Regions from separate parts of the Mus musculus genome. Here regions 2, 3 and 4 are each linked to region 1. Evidence: chromatin contacts called from public Micro-C and promoter capture Hi-C data. All regions are on one chromosome and are shown on one strand. Each heading gives the region's core, a stretch centred on a gene start, on an enhancer-like site or on the middle of the called end of the contact. The rest is flanking DNA. Distances are from core to core; before and after follow the strand shown.

The links. Promoter capture Hi-C pulls out the DNA fragments that hold promoters and counts their contacts. Hi-C and Micro-C count contacts between places; a contact is called where the count stands out from the background.
Region 2: a Micro-C map of embryonic stem cells shows a contact between it and region 1, with 2.6 times the contacts expected there. The contact joins the promoter of Scamp1 here to the promoter of Lhfpl2 in region 1. A contact is called at or near these places in 13 of 39 promoter capture datasets (the 3T3-L1 cell line, cranial neural crest, embryonic stem cells and 8 more), 1 of 15 datasets of contacts at CTCF or cohesin (the NIH/3T3 cell line), 5 of 484 Hi-C or Micro-C datasets (embryonic fibroblasts and embryonic stem cells), 4 of 115 datasets of contacts at active chromatin or transcription factors (craniofacial prominence, embryonic forebrain, extraembryonic endoderm stem cells and 1 more) and 1 of 9 other capture datasets (adipose tissue).
Region 3: a promoter capture Hi-C map of liver shows a contact between it and region 1. The contact joins the enhancer-like site here to the promoter of Lhfpl2 in region 1. A contact is called at or near these places in 11 of 39 promoter capture datasets (3T3-L1-derived adipocytes, the C10 cell line, the HPC-7 cell line and 8 more), 2 of 15 datasets of contacts at CTCF or cohesin (embryonic stem cells and pro-B cells), 18 of 484 Hi-C or Micro-C datasets (the AtT-20 cell line, ECoMG myeloid progenitors, the HL-1 cell line and 11 more), 15 of 115 datasets of contacts at active chromatin or transcription factors (the NIH/3T3 cell line, bone marrow-derived dendritic cells, bone marrow-derived macrophages and 9 more) and 1 of 9 other capture datasets (embryonic stem cells).
Region 4: a Micro-C map of brown adipocytes shows a contact between it and region 1, with 5 times the contacts expected there. The contact joins the enhancer-like site here to the promoter of Lhfpl2 in region 1. A contact is called at or near these places in 12 of 39 promoter capture datasets (the 3T3-L1 cell line, 3T3-L1-derived adipocytes, the HPC-7 cell line and 7 more), 12 of 484 Hi-C or Micro-C datasets (the N1E-115 cell line, beige adipocytes, bone marrow-derived macrophages and 8 more), 11 of 115 datasets of contacts at active chromatin or transcription factors (bone marrow-derived macrophages, craniofacial prominence, embryonic limb bud and 5 more) and 4 of 9 other capture datasets (adipose tissue, embryonic stem cells, liver and 1 more).

Annotation. Positions count from the first base shown.
Region 1 is chr13:94,056,065-94,059,826 of GRCm38.p6, reverse strand. Lhfpl2 (lipoma HMGIC fusion partner-like 2) reads right to left here and starts at 2,031. Exons shown (of 4, transcript NM_172589.2): 1 at 1,921-2,031.
Region 2 is chr13:94,283,081-94,287,061 of GRCm38.p6, reverse strand. Scamp1 (secretory carrier membrane protein 1) reads left to right here and starts at 1,781. Exons shown (of 9, transcript NM_029153.1): 1 at 1,781-1,842. The coding sequence starts at 1,786.
Region 3 is chr13:93,812,267-93,816,587 of GRCm38.p6, reverse strand. All of the region lies in intron 4 of Arsb (arylsulfatase B), which reads right to left. Among named protein-coding and RNA genes, the nearest start is that of Mir5624, 24 kb to the right of the region's middle. Within about 2 kb of position 2,302, at least 29 of the 459 cell types and tissues checked have an H3K27ac peak or open chromatin away from gene starts, as enhancers often do. A contact at or near this core is called in liver and memory CD8 T cells, where this site is marked.
Region 4 is chr13:93,908,314-93,912,458 of GRCm38.p6, reverse strand. All of the region lies in intron 6 of Arsb (arylsulfatase B), which reads right to left. Among named protein-coding and RNA genes, the nearest start is that of Mir5624, 120 kb to the right of the region's middle. Within about 2 kb of position 1,273, at least 48 of the 459 cell types and tissues checked have an H3K27ac peak or open chromatin away from gene starts, as enhancers often do. A contact at or near this core is called in 3T3-L1-derived adipocytes, the N1E-115 cell line, adipose tissue and 5 more, where this site is marked.

The DNA.
Region 1 (3,762 bases), core at 782-3,281:
AGCTGGAGTCCTAGGCATTTGTGAGCCATCTGAGATGGATGCTGGGCTTAGAACCCCAGTCCTCATGAGAGAGCAACAAGAGCTCATAACACCAGAGCCACAGTTCCAGCCCCCACTAGGTAGACACAGAGACCGCAGCGGAGAGCTAGAACGGAGCTTGCTAACATTCACATAGGCTTCACACAATGGGGACCCAACAGACTAAATCTGAGTCTCCTGAAAAGCTTTTTAAGATTTATTTTTAATTATGTCTAGTTGTGTGCTTGCACCTGGGTATGTCCACAGTGCAAACGCCTGTGGAAGCCAGAGGCACTGATCCAGTTGGGAGCTGTCTGATTTGGGTCATGGGACCTCAGCAAGTGCTCTTAACCACTGAGTCATCTCTCCAGCCCCAGGACTCTCCTACATTTTAATCCTCCTGTGTTGGCAATTCTTTGCAGTAAAGATATATAGAAAATGAAGACTTTTTTTTTTTTTTGCAGTGTGTGTGTACACACACACACCTGAAGTTTTCTATCCATTCTTTTGTAACTATCTCCTGCTGTAGACTTTTCTCCCTGCCTTGTTCAACCTTGCTTGCAGCCAAATCTCTAAGCCCATGCCTCTGTTGTTAGCAGGTGCTGTCAATTCTGAGTTGCGCACATGGATAAACGGTATGCTTATTTTTCCCCCATAAGGCACTGCTTTGCTCTCATCTACAAAGATCCTTTTTTTCCTTCAGACAAATGGCTGGTTCATGTATCATGACTCAAATTATATTCACAAATGTTCATTTGCAGTGTAATCACTCTTCCTAACTAGACTGGTTCAAGACAAATGAGCAGCCCCCTTTCCCACCCTCTTCTCTTTAAGCTTACAGTGCTCCACCTCCCGCTATAAAATGCTGTCACAGACCACAGGCCACACTGCTCTGTATGACCTACTGCAGGTCACTCTATTTTTTTTTAATGACATCGTCTGGTATTGCTTTAAACCTTTCAAATATTTCATCAGAATCAGATGTTCCAACACAGGCTAGCCCTATTAGCCTGATTGCAGAGAGAGATGTTCATCTTCCCTGTCTTTAAAATATTTAACCATCGCATGCGTGTTCTCTATCTCTTAATTTGAAAGGGAGTTTTTAAAAAAAATGATTAGAAGAGCATCAGAAAGAGCAAGATAAATTATTCCTTATCCCATCCTCTCTTTGAGCTGGACAGGAAGAGTGTTCAGAGAATTAAAGTCCCTTCGAAGGAACTCTGACTTAGCCCCCCACACCTTGCCGCCCTGTGGCTCCAACACACACTCGCCGGCAGTGGTTCCACTTTTCCATATAGGTCACCAGCTGTAATCTACAAGCACAAAAACAATCATGGCACAGAGTACAGGAAACTGCCCGGGCAGGAGTGAGGTAGGGTGCGAGGATGAGAGTCTTTTGCCCTTACTTCCATACAAACTCCCGAACCTCCTGAATTAACAGAAAAGTTGAGCCGACTTGAAGAAACTCTTTTTGCTTTTCTCAGTTCAGAGAGCACGCGACCGCGAATAGACTGAGAGAGAAGTGCGGCCGGGTGGGGGTAGGGACTGCATTCAAACCCATCTCTCTGAGTCCTTCATCCACCCCAGATGTGGTGTTCCCCAACTCCCCGCCCACCTCCTCGCCAGCCCTCACCCCTCTGCACTGGCCACAAAAAATGCAGCCCAGGTCTGAGATGCAGCTGAGGTCTGTGGCCGGTGAGACCCACGCGGTACGGACCGGGGCTGGAGGGGACCACTACAGCTCCCCGGGAAAAAGCGCTTCCAGGCTCAACTTCTTCCACGTCTGCGGCGGGCCGGCGCTGCAGCGGATCCTTCCTGCCCCGGCACCCGCCGCCCGTCCCTCCGCGCCCCCGTGCACTGTCGGGGACCGGCCCCCTCCCGGGCTCCCCGCGCAGCACCTACCTGGCCGGGGCAGCCGGCTCCTAACGCCCCGCTCTGGCCCGGGCGCGTGCAGCCTTCCCCAGCCGGGCTCTCTGTGCCGCCTCCTCGCTGCAGCCTCGATCTGGCCCCGGCGGACCCGCAGGGGCGAGGGCGGGAGCAGACGAGGGTCGGCGGCGCCGGGGCGGAGGCCGAGGGGCGGGCGCAGCGGGAGGAGGCGGCCGAACCTCGCAGCCCAGGCCGGCCGCTGCCACTCAGCATCCCCGCCTCCGGCCGCCGCTCGGGGAGGGGTCGGCGAAGCCCGGCCTCCGGGGGGGAGGGTCCTACAGGGCCCGGGAGAGTGTGGGCGACGCGCGCGATCCCTGAGAAGGGGTCCCGGAGCCCTGCGGGGTTCTCTCCTCACGCTGTCCCAGTGCCTATCGTGGACCAGAGCCGGCGGGGCGGGCGGGAAGAAAGTCGGTCCGTGGCCCAGGAAAACCGCAGGGTGGAGAGTGGTCTGCGGTGCTTTTAAAGCAGAGGCTGGAGGCACAAGTTTACAGGTCCTGATTTCTACTTCGGGAAACTGCAAACTTTCACAGAGCTTGGATGCTTGGGTCCAGACACATCCCCCAGGCACTGAAGATACACTTTCCAATAGATACCACAGATATCAAAGGCGGTTTAGCCAGCGGGAAAGGGATCCAGAGAGGAGACCCACCAACTCCTCTCACCACCGCCCCCAGGGCCAGAGCAAAGGACAGAGTCAAATAGCCAGGGGCTGAATTGTCTGAATTCATTGTGTTAGGACAGAACCCAGCTAAGATCACCTTCCTTTGTCTCCAACCCCCACCCCCTGTCAAATTTGCTTCAGCCTCCAAACTCTCAGACACTTGTCTATCCACCGAAGCACACCCACCCCCCCCACCCCTCCCTCCCGGCCTTCCCTAGCAGCTTGCATGTGCTCTTTGCTCTTGAAGTCTTTGCACTTGACCCACTATTTCCAAATCCATTTGGGTTTGTCAGTTTCAATGGCCCCCTCCTGCTTTTGAAACCCGTGGGCACGGCACCTATCTGCACGGCCTTACAAGCTTAATGGCTCTAGAACACCACTTCCTGGGTGAGAGGGTATCTGAGGCATTTTGCCAGGAAAATTAAAAAAACAAAACAAATTCTTGATTTCTTTGCAACTCCACTATTGAAAACCATATCCCACAGCAGGATTGTAGATAGCATAAGTCATCCGCAACTGCTGGTCTGTGGAGAAAACATACAAATTAAATCGGTTGGGATTCTTCACATGCAAAGGGTACCTATCACCAATTAACAATAGCTGCAAACACAAATGCATCACCATGCTGGTCCTCATCCAGATGGGGTCCTAGAAGGACCCATGCCTGTATCCACGCTGAAGCTGCTGATGCTGTTCCCAGGACTCTCCCACGGTTGAATCCTACTGGGAAAAAAAAAAAAAAAAAAGCTTTCCCGAAACACATTCTACAAGAGTGTTAAGTGCTCTCTCTATTTGGCAAAATCACGTGCTAGAAATTACAAGAGGGCTTATGAGGTTAAGAATAAACTTAAAAATCTACATAGCATTGCAATCGGAGAATTAAAAACAGCAACCATTCAAAAGAACATACTAACAGAGTTTATAAACTGTACTAAATTCCTAATAAATATTACAGTGAATACAAGACTTTACCTTTATAAAAAGATGGAGGTAATTATGGGAGAATTGTTTGAGATCAATGAATTGAGAAGAAAGCCAAAACAAATTTTAGAAACAGAAACCTTTGCCTTGTACCCTCTTCCTATGAACTCTCCTGGGTTATAGCTCACGACTGAACCAATCAAAGAACACAGAACAGATATGCACCATTATGTGTA
Region 2 (3,981 bases), core at 532-3,031, 230 kb before region 1:
GCAGGGTCCCTATTTGGGAACCCTAATGCAAACTCTTGGGGCTAGGAGACGCACAGGCCTGGGTGTCTGCCCAGGAACTCCGTGGGGTTGGAGCAGTGAGTGCATCTTTAGCTTAAAAAAAAAGAGAGAGCGAGAGAGAGTACAGTTGGAAATTTCCACCAGGCATTGCATGCTCAGCTGATCTCTATGGGCTTGGAACACAGAAGTTAAGTATAATAGTCTGAATACTTGAGTCATCTGGGGGATCCTTGGAAGGATTGAGAGCCCAAACAATGGGAATCAGCTGGATAAGGTCAGGTTCAGGAGAGATGAGACAACCCACAGAACAAGGGGCAGGGTAGGTACCCTCGCTGTTTGCACACGTTCAGCCAATATTTACCTGGATTTAAAGACATGCGGGGCACGTTTTACGCAGTTTTTCATACTTATTCTTTAGCCTCTAACACTCAGAGAGGTTAGCACAGGAGCACAAAGTAACTTTTGTAGTTGAGCTTGGATTTCAACAGGTGCTGAACCCTGAGTCAGAACCAGGTACAGGCAGCTGCCGAGGATCTGGGAGCAGAGCCCCCAATCTTAGATTCTTTCCACCTTGTGGTGATCACTGTTGGATGCCTACTTCCTAATTAGTTGGCTGCCTTAGAAGCAGCTGCTTTGTCATCCCAACCTGGATTCTACCAGACTACAGCACGTTGTGCGTGGGTGGGTGGGTGCGCTTTCACATTGGGGAAAGTTATTATTGCCTAGGTGACTTTGCCTAGCGCAAGGCCCTCAAAAAGCTATGGATAATTAAATCTGGGTTTTTCCAGTTCTTAGGTCCCTGCCAAATAAAAATAATTCTGGGTTCACCCAAGTGCCCTTCTGTTAAAAGTGGAAGGAAGGATAGAGTTGAGAAAGCCATGTCCTCTCAACAAGTTCCGGGTGGTGCAATGACTGATATGTCATTTACTGTAGTTTTCAATAATCATTCCCGGCACTTGGAAGAAAAAAGGCAAATATTAGGAGGTGTGTATTCTGCATCCAAATGCCTGAAAATAAACGTCAACAATTTCTCTTCCATTATCAGTAACTTGAGGGTCTGGGTCGATAGACTCTGCCACCTACTCGGCCGTCCCACGTGCCCCCACCCCCCATTATTTATGAGTGGGGAGGGAGGATGGGAGACAGAGGCTGCCCCCCCCCCCTCCCCGCAGTGAATGTTGCCTTTTCTTGGAGCAACTCCGGATCCTCAGCGCGAAGCCGCTTTCCGTGACTTCGCAGTAACCTGGGATCGGAGGACCGGCTGGGTTTCCCAGGTTGGGGTGTGTCGGGCAGCGATGTTTTAAGTTGCTTTAGGGTTCCTATCCTCTCTGGGGTCTGGAATCTTTGGTGTCTGCGGCGGATGTTTTCGCACCTCAGCTACTCGCTCTCCAAGTCTTGTCTCCCCCACCTGCCACGTGGGACCTGCGCGCACCGTCCTCCCCTACACAGGCCACCACCCCTTCCCCAAGCCGCACTAGGTGGGTCCACGGCCCGGGGCTTGGAACCTGCCCTCCGCCTGCGCTCGCCCTTCGGTCGGAGGCAGAGCCCGGAGCGCAGATCCAGGCGGGAAGGGACGGCCGGATGGCTGGGCGCCGCGGGCCTCCGCCGCACCGGGCATGCTCAGTGGCACGGCCGGCTCGGTGGCCCGCGAGCTGCACCCGGATCTGTGCGGCGGCGGCGGCGACGTGAGCGCGCAGGGGGGCGGCGGCCTCGCCTCGTCTGTGTCTCGGCGCCGGGCTCGGGTGGGTGACGCGCAGTGCCGGGGCAATGTCGGATTTTGACAGCAACCCGTTTGCGGATCCGGATCTCAACAACCCGTTCAAGGTGAGCGCCCGGCCGCGGCCCTGGCCCGCGTTGGGCGTCGCGGTGGCCGTGGAGGCCCTGTCGGGAGGGTCTCGGGACGCAGCGTCACCACTGGCCGCGCCACCAGCCAGGAGGCTCGCACCGGGCCGCGGACCGGCCGGACCGGGAGCCGGGTCCGGAGCGGAGCGGGGCATGTGTGGCCGCCACTAGTCCGGTCGGCACGGCGGGCCGCGGGGCGGGGGCCGGGAGGCCGGGGCGCCCGGGCTGGGGTTGTCATGGGGACCTGGCACCGGCGCTGCGTGCCGGTGACGGCCAAGGTGTGCGGGAGAGAGGCGCGGATACACGGACGCTGCGATAAAAGGATAAAGGGGTGTTTTTTATTATCAAAACTCGGTTGCTCCCAGAGCCACCAGTGGCGCTGCCAGAGGCCCCCTTCCCCACCGGGCCCAGTTTAGGGGAACGGGCATCAAACAGAAGTTAAAAATAAATAAACATCTGGAAACAATAGTGCACACGGGCATCTCCCCACCTAGCTGCTGTTAGGGAGGTGGACCCTGGGCCATTTTCCAAGCTGGGAGTGCGTCACCGGGGATCCGAGCTGTTTGAGGATTCCGTTCCTCACGTGAGTGAGCTCTTTCCTTCATGGAGTGGACCTGATCGGATCCCAAGCCTCAGAAGGGCTTGGCATAGAAATAAATGCCTAGGCAGGCCATTTAAATGTTAGGCATCTGCTCTAAAATTTAATGCCGCGTCCGAGAACTTTGCCTTGAAAAGTACTTTGGTTTTCTTAAAGACTGTGAGGCATAGCAAGGCAATTTCTTCCAACTGTTGGCTTGGTTAGTTCTTTCTTAATTGCTCTGACTGTGTGCAGCTCAAACTTTAATTTGTAGTCTCAAAGGTGAAGTAGGAACTAATTTGTGGGCACCCAAGTGCTGCTTCTGGCCTGTTGGGTTTACCTCTTTTTAGTCCTTTTGTGGCTTACCTGCAATATTGAAGCAAAAGGCACCCCTGTTCTGATGGTTTTAACCTCATGTCTTCATGAAGGATTCTTTTAATGAAGTTATCCCCCTTATACCTGACAGCTGGACTCATTTTGCAAAACTACAGAGAAAGCTGTTATGGTTGAGTTGACTGTAACTTTCAACACCTGGTCCTCCCGATCTATTCATTTGCTTTTTTGTTTTGGTTTTCATTGTTGTTTTGAGACAGGGTCTCACTAGGTAGTGTACCTGGCTTTGGAACTTTCTTTCCTTCTACCTCAGCCTGCCAAACTCTGTAATTGCAGATAAAAGGCTCAGGTACACTTTAAAGGGCGGTCCATGCTCCCTCAACCCCCTGAAGTTTTTGTTTCATTTACTATTGGACTCACTTCCATGTAGTGAAAATTGGATTATTCTGATATTATGGATATCCAAAAGAAACATTTCATAATTTGTCAAGTGAGTGTCATTTAAAAATAATTAGAGATGAAACATTAAGAGCCCATTAGTCTCTCCTAACTTAGATAATTCAGTGATGCTGTTTTTAAGCATCTAACCACAAGGCTGTTGGTTTTATATCTGGACATCCAGTTCACAGTTCCTTTCATATTAGTCTCTTGTTAGGGCAAGATCCTAGCTTCTTATCACAAATTGATATTTTGTAATATGTGATCTTACCATGACACCTCCCGTTTCTGCTGGGCATAAGGTTGCTGTGATAATTCTAAACACATATAGGTTTTAAGTATTAATCATGGAAGAAAATGATTAACATTTTCTGTTTCTGTAAGGAGATGCATTCAGGACAGTGATTATCCAAGTCCATAGAATGTTCTAAAGTCTGGATAATTTGTGTCTAAGGAGGTTTGGCTGAGTATTTGTACCGTGGTTCTCCACTTGTAGTGACTGTCACACCACAGACAGTGTCCCTGGCTTTATCTTTGCATTTGTAACTAGTTACCCTTCTGTCTCTCAAAGGAACCTTTATATCTACAGGAGGTTGTTTTCCTTCTGCTTCATTTTGGGTAGAAGTGACTTTTGAAATACTATTTCTTTTTCATGCCCTTGTTTACAAAGTTCCCAGGACTCTTACTGTTACTTTCTGGTCGATTTTCTTTTTAAATCTTGGTGTTGACATTTTGTTATCCATGCTCCATAGTTCATTCCTCCTTGGTGTTGG
Region 3 (4,321 bases), core at 1,053-3,552, 240 kb after region 1:
TACCACAAAACTACAGAGTAAACAAATGTCCATTTTTATACTATGGAAAGGATGAAGGTAAACAGTATGAAGCCTTTTGTCATTCGAACACCAGTTTGCTGTCCCCTTGAGACTTAAATGTTTCCTTTACCTATGATACTCTGTTTAAAGACTCCAGACCCAGGGCACCTCCCACCCATCCACTTTCTGCTAACTAATAATAAACTACTGTTACCTGGCCCTTTCTTCCTCTGGCTACCAACACTGGCCTCTATACTGCTCATGTGCATTTCCATTAGTGACAACTGGAGTCAGGGAGGGACAAAATAACTTCCTTTTTTTTTTTTTTTTTTGGTTTTGTCAAGACAGGGTTTCTCTGTATAGCCCTGGCTGTCCTGGAACTCACTCTGTAGACCAGGCTGGCCTCAAACTCAGTAACCCACCTGCCTCTGCCTCCCAAGTGCTGGGATTAAAGGCGTGCACCACCACAGCCTAGCGACAAAATAATTTTCTTAAATTAAGAAGAGACTATGCCAGGGCCTAGCAAACACAGAAGTGGATGCTCACAGTCAGCTATTGAATGGACCACAGGGCCCCCAATGGAGGAACTAGAGAAAGCACCCAAGGAACTAAAGGGAACTGCAACCCTATAGGTGGAACAACAATATGAACTAAGCAGTACCCCGGAGCTCTTGTCTCTAGCTCCATAAGTATCAAAAGATGGCCTAGTCGGCCATCACTGCAAAGAGAGGCCCATTGGACTTGCAAACTTTATATGCCCCAGTACAGGGGAACGCCAGGGCCAAAAAGGGGGAGTGGGTGGGTAGGGGAGTGGGGTTGGGTGGGTATGGGGGACTTTTGATATAGCATTGGAAATGTAAATGAGCTAAATACCTAATTAAAAAATGGAAAAAAATGAAAATGATAGTCATAAATGATAAACTTTATCCTACTCTGGATGCTTTATAAACACTAATAAAAGCAAATACTTTTTCTAATAAAAAAAAAAGTCATATACTACTAGCAGGTTGGTTGGATGGCTTGTCTTAAGCTCTTGGAGGCAGAACTTGAAACTTTTTTATGTGTAAATCAGGGGTCAGCACGTGACTCTTTCAGAGGACAGGGACACAATGTTATAATTTAAAGGGACATGATTGATGGAGCTGACAAGGGACACAGTTTCCATTCTCCACCTGACACGGATTCAGAATCACGCCTCTGAGTAGTGTTGACCAGTGTCCTTCTAACCAAGGAGGGAGGACACTCTGAACAGAGGCGACACCACCCACGGGCTGGGGCCCTGACTGGCAGAAAGAAGGCGGCACCCCAACAACTGCTGGTTACTCTCACAGCAGCTGCCGCTCGCACTCATCTCAAGGGTTCCTCCGAGCTGCGGTTCACCAGAACCTTTCTGAACTAGTTCCTAACTTTACTTGGTTCCTCCGAAGTAGAATCTTGTTATCAGCTCATCCTTGCAGTCATGTTTGGACAAGACTACCTTGTCCAAGCAACACATTGTCCAAGTAACACTGCTTTGCAGAGTGGACAGTTATATGTTATCGATTAGCCTGATTGATAGGAGTAACCTCTGGAAACACTTGCTGAGGCTGTTACTGGAGGACACACAGATGTGAACAGACCAGACAACCGTGAACGGCACGGCGTGGCGCATGCGCCGTGGCTTTACTTTGTACACCTGCGCTTTCTAGGTTCTCATTCCACTCTCTATAATCTACCTTCATCCTCACTCAACTTCCTGTGAAGCTTGTGCAACCGAAGACCCCTCTGGCCTCAGAGGGAGCTGAAGCCACAGGAAGTTGTGGGACTAGTCAGAAACAGAGCCATCATAACTGTGACCTTTAAAATGAAACACAAAGGGAGCGGAGAAAATAACTCGAAACAATTAGAAAGCTTCCTGCAATTTAGTCAATAAATGTGCCCAGTTCAATACCCTCTTCCATTAATAATGAACTCAAAAAGGCCACGGTACTATCTGCCCACAGAAGTGTGAGAATGTTCATTATCTCATGTTACACAAATCAAAAATTCAAAATATCAACGATGTGATATTCTTGCACCTATTAAGTAATATAATAAAACACTGGCAATCTATAAACGTAAGAGTTGAGAGGCGTCCTTTCCGTAGAAACAGATCGAGGATTCAGTGGGTTGTCACAGAGACACTAAAAGCAAGACTGGTCTAGAGCCCTTAAAGTACATTGGCTATCATTTTCCCTCAGTGTAGTCATCAGTAAGTGAACACCCCTTATGAGTAAAAGTTTCAAGTGACCCAACACGCTCTTTGTGCAGACACTAATACGCAACATCTCAAGAGATAGCATGGATCAATAGCTGGCTCAAGGACAGGTCACTCCGGTCTCACAGGTCCAACCCACTTACTCACTGATATTCTCTCTTTGTCAGACATGTGTTGGATGCATATGTCACAGCAAGGTGAGCAGTGGTGTGCAGTGTGACCTGGTTTATTCAGTTAACAGTTCTCAGTTTTGTGAGACATTCACTTACAGGTCTAGAGCTGGCTAGCAGGCAGACGGCTTGTTCTTAGCAAGAGTCCTATGCTATTTTATAAATCTGCCAACTGTACAGCATACTTAAAGCTATGGAACAGCACTCTATGCTACTGTCAGCTACCCATCCTGAAGGGAATCCTGCATAAAAAAAATGGACAGGTTCTGGTGTTTAAGGTGCCACTGACATCATGGATAAGAACTTTCTCCACCATGTAAGCGCAGACCCGAGCACCTCAGAGCCCCTCAGTGAATGGCAACTTCACTGTAAAGTCAGAACGGCCCAGGCCCACCCCACACATTCCAAATTCCTCAGGTCTACAACCCGAGTGCACTATGAACCCACAGCCTGCGAACCTACTGCCTCACAGACTACATGTGTGCCAGAGCACGTCACAGGCTGCACCCTTTGACAGCTCTCTGCAAATGCTCCCCAATCTCTGTCAAGATTGCCCAAGCACTGCAGACTGCACGCTATCAAGCTATCAATATCCCTAGGAATAGGAGGACCCAAACTCTGATCACATGCTATCAAAGAAGGACAAAAGGGTCACTGCTATATAAAGAACACAATGGTCCACGTGTAATGAGACAAGCAATATTTGCTTACAGTAAAATCCATCCCATATTGCAGAAAGGATGGATAAGGTGGGGCTGTAGCCAAGCGGTAAGCTGGCTACACCATGTGTGAAACTCCTGATTTCACCCCAGCACAGAAAACAAACAAACAAACTAAATTCATACCAGGATGACGTGAATCAGCCAATGGTAATTTATATCAGTGTGGCATGAAGAACACAATGTTTAAATTCAAGCTTGTAGCCTTAACTTTAAGAAAAAAATTGTTTATTTTTACCTTATGAATATGGATTTTTGCCTGCATGTGACTACACCATGTGAGTACAGTGCCCACAGAAACCAGAAAAGGGCGTCACTTTTGAGTAGCCTTACTTGGAACTGAATTTTGTACAGACTCCTGGAGTTTAGCAGCTAAAAAGATGAGCTGTAATGTGTGTGGGGGGGAGGGTGTGTGTCATCTAGTGACCATCTTATCCTCCTAGCACGTCTTCCTTTAGCCAATATCTAGCTAAAAACAAACAGAGAAGGCTGGAATCACATCATAGCTCAGGACATGACACTGGGAAGACAGTGAGAGAATGCTAGAATCTTGAAACTGTTCCCCAACTTTTAAGGCCAACAGGGCTGACCCACACACTCCTTGGTCTCTGGACAGCAGCTTCTCCACCTACCTGAACTGAGGCAAGAGAAAACCTGGGAGTGATAATTTTGTGCACAACCAAAGAGTCATTACCTCTTTACCCTTCTATACATAGCTAAGAGGTCTCGTCTCCTGGGCCATATGCAAAAGTAAAACGTTAACGGGGCAGAGCTGGGTAGAGCCAGGTCACTACACTCAAGGTGCTTTTGGTTGGCAGAAGAACTGGTGGCCACAAGAGAAGGAAATGAACTTGGTCAAATGGCTTCTGCAAGGTGGAACACACTTCACTCCAGTCCTGGTAACTCAGTAAGCTGTGTGCATCACCTGACCACAAGACAAGACACAGATGTGGGATAGAATTGGCCACACGTGCTGTGTAGTCTTTCTAGACCCCCATATCACTCACATTCAGAGAAAGAATAGACAGCTGGCAATGATTTGACATAAAAACAAAGATTCTAGAATTCTCCTTTAAAAGATTTGGGGGAAGGCTGGCTTTGGGAACAGATGCTGAGGAAGCTAAGGAGAGATGAAAGACCACGAGATGAGCTGAAGAGGACAACTGATTAGCAGTTAGATATTGACTCCAGGAGAT
Region 4 (4,145 bases), core at 24-2,523, 150 kb after region 1:
GGGCCTGTAATGGGTGGAGAAGTTACCAATAAATGTCAACTGGATGTCCCACAGGCCCTGCTTTTATTTCCTCAATTAATCAGAGCCAAAATGATAATGAATCAAAGGCTTCCATCTTGGTATGAACTGTAAAAACAGATGCTTGTGACGGATAAGCTACGTGCCCAGGAGTGGGCTGTGAGAAACACCAAGAGGTATGAACAGGCCTCCAGGTCTCTGGGGACAAATAACCCTATAGTGATGAGCTAAATGCATCAAAAATGCTGAGGTAAAATCAGTATTTAATTCTACCAAGAAAGGTAGAGTGGTGATGGGCAGGAAGGCCCAACATGGAGAGCCCATCTGAAATGGGCTTTTACCACAGTTTTACCACACAGAGATGCAGAAAAATACAGTAGGGGCCAAAGATCAGCATGAAGGCTAGCTGAAACCAAGGGTGCATGGCTCAGGGAGGGCAAGGGGACAGTGCTAAGCAGAACCCAGCCTGTGCAGAGGCTCTGCAGTATGGCCTGGTGTTCGCTTTGCCTTGGATCAGCATCAAGGGCTCACTGAAGGGTTTTCCATAGGCATCGTGACAAACATGGGGGAAAGGCCAGGCCTGGTCAGAGGTGGAGGCATGAGGTGGCTGCCTTTTAACTAGTTCCCACCTTTCACGGGGAGCTCGGAAAGGTACCTGTCATGCTGAGGTTGCCTGAGGTTGCTAGAGTCAGGGCCTGGCCTAACACTAGAATGGAGCCTCAACTGTGTGACTTGGGACACCTGTCCATACTTGCCATCTCACTCCAGGTCCTGCAGTGATCAGTGTCCCAGCTATAAGTCCAGGGGGGACAGGACTTCCCTTGCCTGCAGGCCTGCCACGGCCCCACTACCCACTGATACACTTCTCAGGTTACATGTTCTCTCCCCCCCCCACCCCCCCATCTTGGCTGGCCTTAGGACTGCTGGCAACAGACAGGACTCAGAGGCTGTTGGTGTGGGCAGAGGCTGGTGCACTGACTATGTCAGCAGGACCCAGATCTAGTCTTTTCCACAAAACCTTGGTCATTTGTTTTCACGGGACAGACACTGAGGCTGCTGTGCTGTGAATCAGAGCAGTAAGGCAAGTCAGAGTGAGAGAGATTTTATCTACATCCAGCACGGGCTTTTTGACTCTATTAAGTCCCAGGACCACGTGCTGGTTGGGAAATGGCAGACAGGAACAACCCAGTGGGAAATCTGTGCCCTGGATGGAAAGCAGAGCCAGTGCCCAGGACGTATTTGTTTCTCATTTGCTTTGGAAAGAGATCGTCTCGAGTTTGGAAATCCACATTCCATTTGGGAAAGCAGACCAGATTTCTGCTGACATGGAGTTTGGCAGGGGGTAGACTTTGTCTGTTTTTGCCATGTGAGCTCATTTTCTGGGGACACGAGAGAACTACCCAGTTCTCGTTCAAGGCTGTACCTTCAGCCATGAACCTCTAATTCTCACCGAATGGCTTTTAAGTTTTTATTTTGTATGCATTTTAAGAGACTATAATGCAAGGCCTTCCTTTTGCAAACAGTTAGAGCCACCAGGGAATATGTGAGTTGAATGTGGGGGTTGGGGGTGAAGGGGTAGCTACTTCAGCCACAAAGCCCTGTGTTCAGTTGTATTACAACATGACTGGGGGTGATTCCTTCTTCCAAGCTCTCAAAGGTCTTGAATCTTTGACCTAGTGCTGTTAACATAGTTAAACTTTTTCCTACATAAAATTTTTTTCTGTTTTCTTTTAAAATAATCCAATATAACAATTAGCAATACAGGAAAAGTTAGGTTTCTCATAGAAAATACAGGACCTAAAGCATTAGGTTAAATTTCAAATTTGGAGAAAAAAAAAGGTTGACGCTGCAGGCACAGCAGTTTGGAGGGGCTTCTTGCTTTTGGAGGCAGGTGGAGGGCAAGAGGCCTGTCACCACATATCATCCACCACATAGCACCACCTCAGGGTTAACGGGGCTGCATCATCTTCCCAAGCAGATGGCGATGTGTCTGAGGTCCTTCCCCATGGAGGAGAATAATAATACATTCCACCAAGAGGACATAACCTAGCAGAGCAGACCAGGACATGGGCATGCACCCTAGGATGCCACCAAACAGTTAAGTCCGCTCTGATATGAGCCATGAGATGAGTGGATATGGATTGTGTACAATGAATTTATAACACTGTAAGGGTTTTGGGTTTCTTTTGTGGGTTTTCTTTTCTTTTCTTTCTTTCTTTTCTTTTTTTTTTTGGACGAAAGTAGTGACTGGGGACGTTTCAGATGAAGAAATGGCCGTGTTTTTAAACATTTGCATCTGTGAGTTGCAGAGGCTCAACATAAAGCAGATTTCCTATATCCACCAAAAGCCATTCTGGCACGAGAAAGTTCCCTTGCCTAAAGCAAACCAGATGTGCGAATGGGACATGCCAATTCTCCTAGGGGTGTATCAACATCAGAATTACAGAGGACCTCAGGAACTATATATTCTATGAAGCAATGAGCACAGAATTCTGACCACATTTTATCCCTAAAAACATTGAAAGCAGAAACTTAATATTGGAAAAAGGCAAAATATTAGTGCAGATCAAAACCCATTACCCATCCATGGTGTCAGAGCCTCTCTGCCAAATGACTGACCCCAGACTGGGTTCACTATTCCAAGTTTTTGCCACATGCTCTGTCAAAGATGTATATTCACATCCATTTGACTGTTCAAGCAAGTATAAAGAGTCACATCCTGGTGTATGCTTATGAGGAAAGACCATGCCACGGACACCTACACATGTGATCCATAGGCAGGTCACCATGGAAACAGGAGCATATATATATATATATATATATATATATATATATATACACACACACACACACACACACACACACACACACACACAGGCAATCTCAACTGAAGTGTGGGTCAGAGTTTATGCAACAATAGGCAGGTGCTTGAGAGTCTGCAAGGACCTGAGAATGCAGGACAATGTACACTGGCTCACAGGAAGAAAGGCAGGCCCCAGCATCTGCCAGAAGAAGAATTTTTACAGTGAGGCAGACAGGAGGGAGAGCGAATGGAATCTTCAGTGAGTGACCATATGAATCCAGGTTGAGGAAGATTTCAGAGCTATCTGTGTGTGAAATAAATGCATGTAATAGATCAGGAACAGCCACTCAGCAATGAAGAGGGGCTTAGAAGAAATACAAGCTCAGATAATTCAATTCACCTCAAATGCTGGTCAAATTACAGAAAGTCACAGAGACAGCTCTCTCTCTCTCTCTCTCTCTCTCTCTCTCTCTCTCTCACACACACACACACACTCAAACATGCACCATTAAATGCATAAAATACAAGTGGGAGAGTTTAATGCTTAAATTGTCTGGGCACACATGAGTATAATCGCTGATGATAAAAAGTTTATAGACTGACTATGCACAGGCAGAATAAGTACAGATATTTTCACTAACAGCTTTTCTACACAATGCAAATTAAACTCTGGACTTTCTTTTCCTGAAGCCACACAGAACTCACCAAATAAAACCCCACAGCAGTGATTTATCTCTAAATAACAGAATCCTGTGGCATTATAGCTTTCTACTTCTTTGTCTTTATTATGAATACTATCAAGAAAGGGGTCTCTCAATTTCTTACCATTTTAATAAGACAAAAAATATTTTCAGGAATTTTATTCCAATTTTCAAAATGTTGGGGTGAGAAAGAACCAGTTCTGAGCAGAGGTGGTGTAGCCATCAAGCACTCTTTAATAACGACGATTAAATGATGCCTGTAAGAAGAATGAGCTGTGTCTCTAGCTGCATATGAATCAGAAGATGGCCTAGTTGGCCATCAGTGGAAAGAGAGGCCCATTGGCCGTGCAAACTTTATCTGCCTCAGTACAGGGGAACGCCAGGGCCAAGAAGTGGGAGTGGGTGGGTGGGGGAGTGGGTGGGGGAGCGTGTGGGGGACTTTTGGGATAGCATTGGAAATGTAAAAGAAATAAATACCCAATTGAAAAAAAGAACAAGAATGAGCTGTAATGACAGAGTGTGTGAACAGACAGGGGCACCACACACAGAGGCTGACAAACTGTCCCCACATTTTGAGACTATTTTCCTTGGGCTCACTGATTTGTAGTGAAGTCTTCACTGTC